Regions from separate parts of the Pan troglodytes genome. Here region 2 is linked to region 1. The links are chromatin contacts, called in public Hi-C maps. All regions are on one chromosome and are shown on one strand. Each heading gives the region's core, a stretch centred on a gene start, on an enhancer-like site or on the middle of the called end of the contact. The rest is flanking DNA. Distances are from core to core; before and after follow the strand shown.

Region 1 (7,616 bases), core at 1,303-3,802:
GTTTCAACTTCAAAGGCAATGGATTTTTCTTGCAATTCTTTTATTTTAGAAAAGGAAACTCAGAATGGCAGGGGGAAGCCCCTCCAGGCCACTTTAAATTTCTTCACAGTAGAGTCCTGGGCGAAGAGTGAAGATCCTGGGATAAGGGTATTTGTGGGTTCTTTGAATGGAAGCCCACCCAGGGCACCTGGCTGCAGAGTAGGGCGTTGGCACCGCCCGGGTCGGTAGCCCGCCGCCTGCGCCTTTCCACCATGCCCAGGCACAAGTTTCCTTTTCTCTTCGTGCAGCAAAGTAAGAATGCCCCAATTTTTGAGGAATCTAACTCTTCTGCTGCATTAAAGGCCCATATGCTCTATAGTTTCACATTTTACATTGGCCCTGAGAATGAGGTTATTAGTCTCATAAGAAAAGATTGGGCAGTAAGAAATGCTAAAAGATGGAATTCCAAATTGGCCCCTGCAGTAGGAGTGTGCGTCACCCCGGCCTTGGCTGGGTCGCCAAACACTGTCGAAACTTTCTGGCTGTCTTTAGAAGATACCCTCTACTAGTCACTTGACGGGCAGGAGGTGCAACGCGGAAGGAAACATCACGGATTGGGGGTACTGGAAACTTTTAAAAGGTCTGGAAAATCCCTCCGATTTAGTGGATGCTTTTCCGCGGCTGTTTAAAAACTGAAAGGCAACATAGAAGCTTCTACTTTAAAAAGGTAGCCCTGGTGATCCAATCCCGATCTTTTGGCTGGCAAAGAGGCAATTGCCTGAAAACGAAATTGGCATTCAAAAAGGGTCAGGTACAGCCCAGAGTCCCTGTACTCATTTTAGACTCAAGAAAAGGCGCTTCCCATCCCTAGCTCTTTTAGAAAGAGAAAGGAAAAGGAGGAGAAAGCAGAAAGGGGGGAGAGCCGAGAGCGCAAGAAAGAGAAGAGGGGGATATTTAGCAAGTTAAAAGGTTAAATGTTTGAACAGATTTGTAAATATATAGACAACCCTTGTTATTTGGGATGTGTAATAATGCCTTTTTGTGGCGCTGTCTGGCTGGGAGGCTGCCGAGGACCGCTCCCTGGCACCTTCTTCACTAGGAAATGAACAGTAAGCTCATGGACTCGAAAAACAAAAACAGGGCTACCCTCCTTTGGAGGAAAGGGAATTCTCCCTCTATTCGGTCATTGAAAAATAAAAAGAAAAGAAGAAAAAAGAAAGTAAAAGGAAAGCAGGATCAATGAGAAGATTTTATTTTTCTTAGGTATGATTTTTCAGGGAGCAACCCAGAAAGCTGTCTTCAGGCTGAAACAATTTCAAAGTATTGTTTAAGCGGATGACATTCTCCAGCACTCAGTTATCCATTGTGCATCTATTATATCTTTGAACTCAACTCTCTTGTTTAACAAGGGTGTGTGTGTGTGCCTGTTGTGTATGCGTGTGTGTTTAGAAAACCTAGGTTCCCCAGTGGTGCTTCCTTGGCTGAATAGGGTGGGTTTCTTTCGTTTTTCTCGCATTGGTGTTTTCTGGACAACTGTACTGAGCGCTATTGATGCATCGGTGCTCTGCCCGTGCCCGTGGGCGGAGGACATAGGCTGTGGGTGTGTCCCGCCCGCAGGCGCGCGTGCGTGTGTGTGCGTGTTTGTGTGTGTGTGTGTATACACCCATTCTCTGGTGTGCATCAAATGGAGCCTTTTTTTTTCTTGCCCGTGTCTGCGTCCTGCGTATATTAGTATTATGCAAATAGAGTCATTTCGCTTGAGTATTTTTTTTTTGGAGGGGGAGGGGATGAACCATTTTAATTCTTCTCTAGTATTTTCTCGGCAGTCTTTCCACTGAGTGTGAATTCATTTGGATGCCTTTTCTGAGGTCCGTCTCTCTCTCTCTCTCTCTCTCTGTGTGTGTGTGTGTGTGTGTGTGTGGAGGGGGAGACTGCGTGCCGGTCAGTGGGTGTGTGCCTCGGTGTGTGGAAGAGCGTGCACAGCCTGTGAGAACCTTGTGAGCGATATGTGTTCTCTCCAGGTGTTCTGTTTGTCTCTACCTCCCGTGCTTTGCGTTCTCGGAGGTGATTATGTGCATATTTACATATATGTGCCTATTCTCCTGCCTTCATGTATTGTCTTTCTCCACAATCCAGATATTTCTTATATATTCTCTTATCTTTTGGCAAAGTGCCTTTTTTATTCCTCGAAGAATATTTATTGATGTGATAATCTGAAATGAAAAGTGGTCTCCCATGAAGGAGATGGAAGAGAAAGGAGTGTTCATCTTTCTTAATAGACGGGGCAGAGCCAGTTGACTGGATCACAGGGTTTCTCTGCACTTTCTGCGTGTGTGTCTGTGTGTGGGGGGTGGGGGCGGGGGCGGGGGCGGGGGAGGAGGGAAAAGGAGCCTTTAACCAGAACAAAGATAGGCCATCGCGCCCCCTTGCGGACAGGCTGCATATTGCGCCGACCAGGCCCGCCCCGGCTTTCTTTAGCCGAATGAATCTTGTAATTTCCTCCGTTAAACCATTCAGGGGCCGCCTCTCAGACCCAGCCCCCGGCCATCAGCCAATCACCAGGCGCCATGCAAATCATCTCTTCCGTTCTCCAAACCCGCGTCAGCCTCTGCGGCTGCTCTGGCCACCCCGCCCCAGCCTCATTTCCTTCCCTCCCCTCCCCTTCCCTCCTTCGCCCCCGCCCGAGCAGCTGCCGGGGAAGAGGGCAGTGCTGGGTGCCTCATGCATATTCAGACCGATCCTCCTCCTCCCTCCACCTCCTGCCCCCTCCTGCCGCCTCCTCCCTTTTCCCCGGCCGCGCCCGCGCTCCTGGAAGTGCAGTTCTCCGAGCTCTGGTCCTGAGCAGCTGTTTCCCAGAAGAAGGCCTACGTGCGCTCTTGGAGCAGACGAGGGAAAGGGAGGAAGGCTCTACCCTTAAAATCCTCTCGAAGGTCAAGTTTGAGACTTGCCGAAAGGAGGAGAAAAGTGTCGAAAAATGCCGCTACAGGGTTTGCGGGAAGGTTCTGCACGGAGACTGGTTGGAAATGCCTTTCTCCCCCTAAATACCAGATTAATTTCTCTGAAACACACAATGTATTTGTCATGCCCAAAGGATGATGATAGATGGTTTTTTAAGCCCAGAGTAAAGTGTGCATTTGTCTTGTATATCAAGGCTACAATGAAACCACGAAGAACTGGAGAGGAGATCACCCAGCGTTAGCTGCTTAATAGGAGCGGGGAGAGCGAGTGAGGACTGGAGACGGGGGGCGGGGCGAGTGGTGGCCCAAGACCTGCTCCAGGTGGGCTGTTCCCTGTCGGCTCCTGGAACAGGACGGGTAAGCCGACTAAGAGCGCAAATGGGGACCCATGAAAAGAAAAAAAAAACAAGATCCGGGAATAGTTTGTTACTGTTATTTACATCCAGACTCTGGTTTTCCGGCCCTTTACAGCTGCTGGTGAAGAGTATTCAAGCTTTGAATACTGCTCTGAACTGACCTTGAGGCACATTGAGAGGAAAAATCACTGGAGAAAATCGCGGTTTGTGTAGTGCTTTGAGATCCTCTAACGCGAAAGCAAGAGAATTGTGAAGTGACCTTGTTTCATAGATCTCTCTACGTCCACACTGGAATACTAAGGGACTTTTTAGTGAGAATTGAGTCAGTTCCCCCTTAAATCTTACACCGCAGAGAAGTGAGTAGAGACCGCAAGATTTAAAATAACATTTTGTCAGCTTTTATTCTTTCAACACATTTTTATGGAGTGGTGCTTATTGTGTGCCAGGTACACAGCATCTTTTTCCATGCGAAACACATTACGCAGGCAGTGATTTGCAGGTGTACCGGAAATTAGGGAAAGGGATAGGAATTCTGGATGCTTTCTGTTCTGGAATTGCTCATTGTCTTGCAAGAAGAAGAGATATAATAACAGATAAATATGGCACAGTGTAACATGGAGCATGGAAACAGCTTAAATATCTGTCAAAAGTGCAGTGAATTAATGTATTGGCATATCCCTACAGTGAAATACTCTTTATGAATTGACTATCTTAAAAGCAATGTTGGATGAAAAAAAGCAAATTGCAAAAGAATACATGTGATATTGGCCGGGCGCGGTGACTCACGCCTGTAATCCCAGCACTTTGGGAGGCCGAGGAGGGTGGATTATGAGGTCAGGAATTCGAGACCAGCCTGGCCAAGATGGTGAAACCCGTCTCTACTAAAAGTACAAAAGTTAGCCAGGGGCGGTGGCAGGCGCCTATAATCCCAGTTACTCGGGAGGCTGAGGCAGGAGAATTGCTTGAACCCTGGAGGCGGAGGTTGCAGTTAGCCGAGATCGCTGCATTCTAGCCGGGGCAACAGAGCAAGACTCCGTCTCAAAAAAAATGTGATATTGATGCAATATTAATATCTATTAACGTAAAATTATCCTTCCCATAACAATTTGTTGGTACGTAACTATGTAATAAAAGTATAAAAGCATGTTGGGGAAGAATGCGCGCGAACTCCAGCATGGGGGAGACCTCTGGAAGAGAAGGAGCCTTTATCCACATGGATATTGGCTATATGAGTAATGTTTATTTCCTTAAAAAAATCTTAGAAAGAAGCCAGAACATAGAGAGGTATGGGAAGGCTTTACAGAAGAGCTAACTTTGAAGCTAAGTTCTTGAAAGCGATAAGCAGGAGTTTAGTAGGAATATTTGAAAGACAATTCTTCTTCTTGAATACATGAGAATGAGAAATATAAACTATGTGAAGCTTTTGAACTTTTGATATTTAGTTTAAATACAGTACAATTCACTTTTTCAGGGATATAAATTATTTGAGTTTTACCAATGTGTAATGTAATCACGACCACAAGCAAGAAACAGAATTTCATCATCCCCCAAAACTTCTTTGTGCTGCCCTTTGCAGTCAATCCCTTCCAATATCCTGTAACCCTGGAAACCACTGATCTGTTTTCCATTCCTGTAGTTTTGCCTTTTACAGAATGTCATATAAATAGAATCATACAGTATGTAGCTTTCTTCTGTGTGGCTTCTTTTTACTAGCATAATGGATTTGATCTTCATCTGTGTTGTTGGGTGTATCAACAGTTTGCTCTTTTTGATTGCTGAGTAGTATTTCATTGCATGAACGTACCACAGATGGTTTATCCTTTTAAAAGTTGTTGAAGGCCATTTGAGTTGTTTCTGATGTACAGTTTTTTTTTTTTTTTTTTTTTTTTTTTTTTGAGATGGAGTCTCGCTCTGTCGCCCAGGCTGGAGTGCACTGGCACGATCTTGGCTCACTGCAAGTTCTGCCTCCTGGGTTCACGCCATTCTCCTGCCTCAGCCTCCTGAGTAGCTGGGACTACAGGTGCCTGCCACTAAGCCCGGCTAATTTTTTGTATTTTTAGTAGAGACGGGGTTTCACCATGTTAGCCAGGATGGTCTCGATCTCCTGACCTTGTGATCTGCCCGCCTCAGCCTCCCAAAGTGCTGGGATTACAGGTGTGAGCCACCGCGCCCAGCCCTGATGTACAGTTTCTTAATTCCAGGGACTGGGTTCATTGCTGTCATGTATAATGGGGATCTTCTGTGAATGGCTTTTATATTACATACAATAAGTATGTACCGTTATTTCCCCTGAGAGGCTAATCTATAATCTGGTGTTAAATACTGTGTAGAGCTAGGTAAAAACCTACCCAGCCAACTATATAGAAAAACACACATGTTCACAGTATTTCAGAAATTGCCCTTCAGCTTACTTACTTGCAGTGAGTTCAATAGAAGAGACTCACTAAAGATGCCAGTTGATGACCAGCATGTGTGAACTTACATATATGTAGTGGAGGATTTAAATTTCTTACTGTTTGAGCACCTATGAATTTCCTAGTGTGGAATTATTCTTTGTTTCTAAATATTTCCTAAATTCTCCTTGAAAGATTGACCTTTGCTTTCTGAGGTCTGAGTGGAGGTTTACTTGCAGGCAGTATCCCCATACATTTGATAGAGGATGACAAATTCACATAACCAGTTAAGGAGTTCTGAACACTTGTAAGGAGTCACAGTAATTCCAGATTCTGGACTGTACTGTCAACACTCAAGTGCTTGATTTCCTCTTGTTTGTTTCTCATCAGGACCCTGAAAAGCTGATAGCTGGGGTACATAGATTGGGTGCTGAGTTCAGGCACAGAGTAAGGAAGCCTGTGGGTACATAAGCACTTATTAATGTATCCCTTGAATTCCAAAGTCAAATATCAACTGTTTGTTGATATTTGGAGCCTTATTTATTTATTTATTTATCTATTTAAAAAACCTCTAGTTCCTCATGGCTATTTGAAAGCTCTCTTTCAAAGGCAGCCGTAAGAGTCAATAACGTGCAAGATGGTAAGGAGAAGTGTAAATAAACATTCACAGATTGATGACCTTTTGGGTGTGGTTCAGAGTCAAGAAAGGACAATCCCAACTGTAAAGACTGATGGCAGTATTGGGATGCAAGGGGTGCTATTGTCTAATCCTAGTCTTCTTGCTAGAATAGGCTGTGTTTTGAACTTAAAATTGTATCCAGTTGCTACATGTGAGACTGCATGTCATCCCTAGTTTTACTTCTTATAATCAGCATCACCCTCTGGCAAATGATACTGGAAAAAATTTTAATTAACAATTCAACTAAACAAATGGTAAAATAAACAATAGGAATTTCCTTTGGATATATTCTTAAGTAAACGTTATAAAGGTTATAAATCAAGGGATGTAAATGCCACATTTTCACTTTGTTAAGTTCTGTGCCACCTTGGAAAAAAGCCTACTTTATTTGTACCACAATTTTATCTCTTATAAAAGGGCAGAGGACTAAACATGTTGCTATTTATGATTTAAGATTCCCCCGGCAAGAAGCTCTTTATGAACCCTAGACTTTGCTGTGATAGAACTCTTTCATTAGTCATGCCAAATTGCAATGATTGAGGCATCCACCATTTTCCCAATTAATTATAACACACCCAAGCTTCATGTTTCCTGGTGCACTTTGAAGATTTTGAGAAAGTGGTCATTTCCTCACAATAACCTAATTTACAGCCCCTATTCAAACAAGGTAATTTAGAGCATGCATTCTTAACTTGTTTAGTAAACATGTCCAAGCTAAGAAGTGTTGGCCCTGTGAAGCTCATCAGTCCAGTAACTTAACAGTAGTTCTTCCATTAAAAGAAAATCACTGTCCGGGCACGGTGGCTCACGCCTGTAATCCCAGCACTTTGGGAGGCTGAGGTGAGCAGATCACAAGGTCAGGAGATTGAGACCATCCTGGCTAACATGGTGAAACCCTGTCTCTACTAAAAATACAAAAAAATTAACCAGGTGTGGTGGTGGGCACCAGTAATCCCAGCTACTTGGGAGGCTGAGGCAGGAGAATGGCCTGAACCTGGGAGGCAGAGCTTGCAGTGAGCTGAAATTGTGCCACTGCACTTCAGCCTGGGCAACAGAGTGAGACTCCGTCTCAAAAAAAAAAAAAAAAAAAAAACAAACAACAAGCAAACAAAAAAAAAGAAGATCACCTTTGCGCTTTGTGCTACAAATAAATTGGTGCTGACTTAGTACCAAGACTGTGATTTCTAATGAAAATTAAACTATTGATGGTAAAACAAAATAACAGAAAAAAAAAAGAAGAGACGCCTTTCAA
Region 2 (6,981 bases), core at 1,585-4,084, 240 kb after region 1:
CCAGAAGAAGGAAGGATTAGAATGTGTCCTGAATTCAAAGTCAAGAGAATATGGGAATTCAACTGCACGGTCAAGACTAAGGCATCTAGATATATCATATATTATAGGATATATGAATCTAGAAAGTGGACTTGAGACAAACACAAGGGAAATGGACATGTGGAATACACTGGAGTCCCTTAGAGTAAGTCTGAAGTCATGTCTATATTTGGATTGTCAAAATCCAGTTATAGAAACATAACTATAGGCAGCACAGCAGGTAATGAAATTCATTCATAGAGAGCCTGAGAGTGAATGTTAGAAGCAGCTCAGCCACAGGTTGGCTTTGATGGAAAGTGATCTTGACAGCTAGGGTCCCTTTTATCCCCCCATCTCTAGCTAGAATTAGTCTCAGTGTGGCCTCCTGCAGAGTCTACAGGCAGGAGAACCAGAAGAATGCAGGGGCTAGTACTGTTAGTTACTCTCCTGCCCCAGTCAGAATGTCTGGCTGCCATTCTCCTTCATCCCTTTCCCTCTTTTTTTTCCCCCACCCTACAACACCCTCTTCTGGGTTTCTCCCTACAACTCTGTGAGAGTGCTCCTAGAATTCTCATGAATGGTTAGGGAATTTTCTTCTCTCCTGGACAAAGACATGTTAACACCATTCATCAATCAGCAATCTGTCTGTACACATGTACACCTCTAAATGACTCTTAACTATTTGATTCCCATGCCTCTTGCTTTCCAGGTAATCTGCCATTTTTCTTCTTCCTCCACAAGTATTCTTAATGTGAATTCTATGAACACATAGAATTCAGATGATCTTTGAGTCTCTTGAGATTACAATTAAAATTTTGGATGTACTTCTGAATGTGAACTTTTCTGAAAATAGAGTTTTGCATTTTCAGTGGGGCTGGTGATATAAAATGATTAACAGCCATTAATTTATGACATTTATTTTATTCATTGGCTTCCTGCCATTTCCTTTCTGGTATGACAATAGGGCCACTACCACAATCACTAATGGAATTTGTACAGCACTATATAACTTATGATATTCTTTAAAATACTCTTTTGTGTTCATAAACCCATTTGATGTTCATGACTTTCCTGAGAAAGGTCAGGTCTTTTTTTTTTTTTGAGACGGAATCTTACTCTGTCCCCTAGGCTGGAGTGCAGTGGTGTGATCTCAGCTCACTACAACCTCTACCTCCTGGGTCCAAGTGATTTTCCCGCCTCAGCCTCCTGAGTAGCTGGGATTACAGGCACCCGCCATCATGCCTGGCTAATTTTTGTATCTTTGTAGAGATGGGGTTTCATCATGTTGGCCAGGCTGGTCTTGAACTCCTGACCTCAGGTGATCCACCTGCCTCGGCCTCCCAAATTGCTGGAATTACAGGCGTGAGCCACCATGCCCGTCCCAGGTCTTGTTATATCCACTTACAGATAAGGAAAATCAGACTTAGAGATTAAGAACCATCTAGGTAAGTATATGGCAGAGCTGGGACCAGAACTCAAGTATCTTAACTCTTGGTCTGTAAGCAAAGAGCTCTTTGCATGGCCAAGGTGTTTAATAACTATTTAGGATTTTTCCGTCTTCAGGCTGCATTTATTTTTCCTCTTTAGTACTATCTTTGATCCTGGAGACTAAGGTACGTGTACAATTTGTCCGGATTTTCCCTATTTTCAAATGAGGTACTGTGACACAATGTGATTTTTTTCCCCTAGGGCCTTGAATCTCCTTCAGTATATTTAGAAGCAAAATGATTCACAGATTTAAAACACAGACAGGAAGTCAGTAACTCAAAGAACTAAATGTGTCTCTGGTTTAGATTTGCTGAGTGACCTTAGACAAAACACTTCACCTTTCTTTCTCAATTAATTTGTGAAATGGAGTTAAACCATTTTCTCATACCAGTAAAACAACAGTTAATAACTCATTGAACACTTAGAAATTTACACATGCCACGTACATAAACATGTTTCTGATGTTATTTTGAGTAGGTAAGTGTTTCCTATGTGAAATCATTAAAAAACTTCACAAGATTGAATGTGTAATTCATTTTCTGATTAGACTGTTTATTTTAAAAATCAATTTTTTTCTGCATTTTTGGTTGATTATTTTTCCCACTAAATTTACTGTCTCATCAAAGCAGCATTTGTTCATTTGTAGAATCATTTAGCATGTATTGGACTATGGGGACCTGAGATGGAACTTTTCCCATTTAAGAAAATAGCCACTCTGTGTTTAGGTTCCTGTAGGGGACACTTTAGGAGAGTGATGTTGTTATATCATGCCTACAAATACCTCATCTGGGTCTGTAGTCTCTGATATATCTGCTCATTCAAGATAGTGGCACTTAGCAATTCAACCAGATGTAAGTTGGCTAATAAACAAAGCCAGTATTCTCTAGGGGCTTGAACAACACTTCCTGTGTTTGACTCTGGTTGCCCTGAAGTTGTTTTAAGTCCAGCACTGCTGGTGACGTTTCCCCTTGTGCACTGAAACAGCTCATGCCATGTCAAAGGGCGTTGACCTTTTCACTCTTAGAACAAAAAGACTGGAAACAAATTATGCTCTGAGAATTGGTCAAAGGATAACAACAACAACAAAAAAGTGCCTGACCCCCAAAACAAGTGATGAACACAAATTCTAAGCTTTAGAGTATTATCATTAAGAGTATTGTCTCTTTAACCAACTTTTCTTTAAAGTGTAATATGAGCATTTGCTTCAATTTACTCTGAAACCACCCACCCCCAACCCCCCTTGGCTCCTTTTGCAGAACACAATGAACCAACTACTGTTGTCCCTACTCCCCCTATCCAGCTGAATCTATTACAGTTTACGAGCTGTCCACCATGGAGCTGAGTCTTCCAAACAGAATGACTCATCTGCAAGTTTTGCTCGTGGCTTCTGAGAGTATATTTAGTGTGAAGAACTGGAGGATGCAGCATATCCAAACACATGCTAGGCTACAGAATTTGAGTGGGAAAAAGAGGACAGGGCTAAAATAGAACTGTAATAAGCCAAAGAATTAGAGGCCTGGCTTAGCTTTTTCTGCTATGTAGCTTCAGCAACACCTACAGTTCCCCGCCAAGAATGGCACACCATATTAATGTAACGAAAATGAGGCTTCCCTGGTGGTTTCTTTTGGAAGGAAGAAAAACATACTTATGTAAAAAATAATCAAAAATAAAAATAAACCAGTGCTTCACTATTGTTCCAAGTTAATGGGAAAATAATTTATCCTTATATTAGTGAAATTAGGCAACACTTGCCCAGGAGCTACTTGTGCAGATAACTGGTGAGCTGAACAAACTTCTTTGGAAATTGTTTAGGTTGGTTCTTCATTATTAAACTCAAGCTGAATTTGACATAATTACAGGAACCACTCTCCTCTTCTTTCTCTCAGTCGTACTCTTGAACAAAAAGTTTTTGTGTTAATCGATTTGCCTTTTGATTTTATTGTTTAAATGTTCCATCAAAGACAATTATGGAAACCTAGGTATGATCTCACGTTTATATTGCTCAACAGTTCATCAGTGTTCTGACACTGAGTCAGCATTTGAAAGCAGTGATCACAAAAGCTAACAATCAGGGGTTCATGTCCCAGCACACGCCACGGAGCGACCAAAGTAGCTTTCTTTGGCTTGAACTAACACTCCCCTCACAGACTTCAACCCAACTCTCCTCTTTTTTCCTTCCTTTATGGCTCTGTGCTTACTTGTCTTTCTTCCTTTCTGTAGCTGTCGCTGTATTTCTCCTATTTACTTGTCTTTTTTCCCTTTTTTCTTCTATCTTTTCATTTTGTTGCTTCTCTCTTCTGTTCCTCCCTTCATCTGTTTTTCTTAACTGACTATGACAGTGAACTAAATATTATATTTAAATAACTGTTGTAAATCTCTGCAGAAAGGTTCAATTTTTTTCTCTTTAATAATCTATTATCAATAGTCAAAGTTTTGTATTTCTCTCATAAAAAATACATCATTTTTTTAATGAAGCCTTGATTTCTTTTTTGTTTCCCAGTAGCTCTTGATAGAAAAAGCAAAAAATTTCCTTAATCCTAAATCCAAAATGGATTTTCAGAGTAGAGCAGTTCAAGTTGCCCCCTCTCCCCCACAAAACAGGGAAGACTTGTTTCTAGCCAGTTGCTTTCAAAATGATTTTCTTTTATTGCCCCCAAACTCACTTATGCATAGCGATAGTCTTTGATTTACTTTAGGGAGAAAGCTAGTAGACACTAGTAAATTTAGTTGCAATTTCAGTCATACTTTTTAAATAACATATTTTATAAATATTATTTCAATTTTATATCTTTTTTATTTGTCACATTTCTAACTGTATTCAAGTGAAATCTTTACTGTAGTCTAGAAGTATATTGCAACAAATCTGTCTGATAATCAAATAAACAAATTAAAAGAGAAGTCAAATAACCTCCTTTTTTTGACCAATCAACTAAAAAAGATGAAAAAAAATTGTAACCCAATGCTTGCAATGGTTCTATGAAATTCAGAGTTCAGCTTATACATTGCTGGCAGGAGTGCAACTGGTTCTCTCTCTCTCTCTCTTTCATATATATATATATATATATATATATATATATATATACACACACATAATTGCAGGAACCACTTTTCAATTTTCAGTTACATACATGTACACATATATAAAATACATATTATATATACACACATAAATACACAAAATACATATGCTGTATGAATACATATACATTTCTTTGTAAAAACACATGTAAGTATGTATTTTGAGCTAATAATTCCATTTCTAGAAACTTAAAGCAACAATTTTAAATTTGAGGGTAGGCATTATGATGCTTTTCAGAGATTTATTTATAGTTTTTTTAAAGAGGCAAGCAAATGCTTAATTGTAGGAGAATTACTAAGTAAACTTTCAGTGTTTACTAATTGTACTCAACAGCATTTAATTCAGACATTAAAATAATGGTTTTGAAAAACTTGTAGTAACATGGGGATATGCTTGTGATGTGATGTCACAATTGTGTAATAAAGAAACATCGATGTATAGGAAAAAAAAACCTTGAAGGAAAACACAAAACCGTCCAAAATATTTGTATGAATATTAAAATTGTTTTTTAAAAAAGGTTTTTGTATAGTCAAATTTTTACAAATGCACATGCATAACTTTTAAAAACTCATATGAAGATCTATACCAGTCACCATCCTCAGCTCCTCCAGTAAAACTTAATTGTCGTTATTTTTCAGATTGTTACGCTCTTAAAAATTTGGAGAAACATTGTACCAAAATTCTGCACACTTTAAAAATGTTGAAAGGTTATATATTTCTAAATTGCTTTGAACCCTAAGGGAAAAATTGTATTTGAACATGTCACATCCCTTGATGACCATTATTTGCATTGTAAAATGTTGCTCCCCGGTTCTAGCAAGTAACAAAACAGTGTCTTCCAGATGTATTAAAACAATTTTAAATCCAATTATTGTAGTCTCATTCATACAAAAAATAAAGGAAATATAGGGAGATATTTTATGGAGTTTGATACCAGCATAAGGAAAGGAAAAAAATGAAATAAAAACCATTCTTATTGTTATTACAAAACAATTTTATTTCTAGAAATTTTACTTTACTTTTCTCCTAATATTTAATATCTGAGGCTTACACATAACACAGACAAAATACATACCTGTACAATTGTGATTATGAGTGTTGTGTTAACAACTACTGCTATTCTATCAAAACTGTGAACAGAGAATGGGTATTAATTAATGGGAGACATTAACAGGCGGGAAAAGTTGAGGGAGTATTCAATAAGCTGTCAAAACAGGAGCTAAATTCTATAGAACGGGTGTTCACATATCTGACAAAAATCGATCCTGAAACTTTGCTTTTCCATTTTTGCTTAGAAAACAACACTACCCAGACTCTCACCTACTCATCTTTCAATTGTTCAGAATAATGGTGTTTATGGCATGAAAATCAAATTCATTTTAGTACCTTAGAGATCAACAAAGCCACTGTGAATTGTGACACAAAAGGGATACACAGGTGTGTATTTAGAGCTGTACTTGAAACTGTCTTATTTTACCCTGTAGGATTAAAGATCTCAGAAAGATAGAGCATGGTTTGGGAAATAAATTGTGTCAAATATTATAGTTAAATATAGGCCATAGAAATCTCAGAAAATAAGTCAGCTTTTAGACTGTAATTTCAAATATGTAAATTCTATTTTAATATGTTTATTTTAAATTCCTGTGGGAAAAACAGATTGCATAGTGACATGTAAACCCTAAATAAAATCTCTGAGGTCAGTAACTTAGTCTTAAATATTTTTCAGTGAACATTGTGAGGGATTACTTTGAAGAAAAGCAAAAAATCTGATAGACAAACACACTGATTTTCTAAACTCCTTACCTCACAATGGAAATACCACCAAAGGTGAAGCCCATATTTCTACAAATTGAGCATATAACACAGCGCTATTGTTATTCCTGGCAAGAGCCCGTAAAGTTCTAGGATTTGATAGGCACTTAAAGGCACACGCTTCACAAATATTCTTCCACATTCCCTTGACTCCATACCTGAAGTTCTAACATTAGTTACTTCTTTCTGTTGAGAAGCACTGGCAATCCTTCGTGAAATACTTATCAAAATACTAGAACAACAGGCTATAATAGTAAATTACAAAAGAGGAAATACAAATGAACAGTAAACATATGAAAAGATGCTTTGTCTCACTAATAATTGTCACTCACACATTTTTTTCCATTTTTTTAATTGCGGTAAAATACATATAACATAAAATTTATGATGTTATGTTAACCATTTGTAAGTATATAATTCAATGGTATTAAATACATTTGTAATGTTGTGCAAACATCACCATCATCTCTCTTCATAATTCTTTTTCATCTTGTAAAATGAAACTCAATACCCATTAACAACAACTTCTATTCCCTCCTTCCTCTAGTCCCTGCTATTCTACTTTCTATCTCTATGATTTTAAC

Evidence for each region. A called contact is a pair of places that touch in the nucleus more often than the background predicts.
Region 2: a contact with region 1 is called in a Hi-C map of stem cell-derived neural progenitor cells, with 4 times the contacts expected there. The contact joins two enhancer-like sites. A contact is called at or near these places in 1 of 7 Hi-C or Micro-C datasets (stem cell-derived neural progenitor cells), 1 of 1 datasets of contacts at active chromatin or transcription factors (stem cell-derived excitatory neurons) and 1 of 1 other capture datasets (stem cell-derived neural stem cells).

Annotation. Positions count from the first base shown.
Region 1 is chr4:28,007,264-28,014,879 of NHGRI_mPanTro3-v2.0_pri, forward strand. No RefSeq gene overlaps it. Among named protein-coding and RNA genes, the nearest start is that of TMEM161B, 130 kb to the left of the region's middle. Within about 2 kb of position 2,553, at least 16 of the 24 cell types and tissues checked have an H3K27ac peak or open chromatin away from gene starts, as enhancers often do. A contact at or near this core is called in stem cell-derived neural progenitor cells, where this site is marked.
Region 2 is chr4:28,249,682-28,256,662 of NHGRI_mPanTro3-v2.0_pri, forward strand. The region is part of intron 2 of LOC107974628 (a long non-coding RNA gene); the gene reads left to right. Among named protein-coding and RNA genes, the nearest start is that of TMEM161B, 370 kb to the left of the region's middle. Within about 2 kb of position 2,835, at least 12 of the 24 cell types and tissues checked have an H3K27ac peak or open chromatin away from gene starts, as enhancers often do. A contact at or near this core is called in stem cell-derived neural progenitor cells, where this site is marked.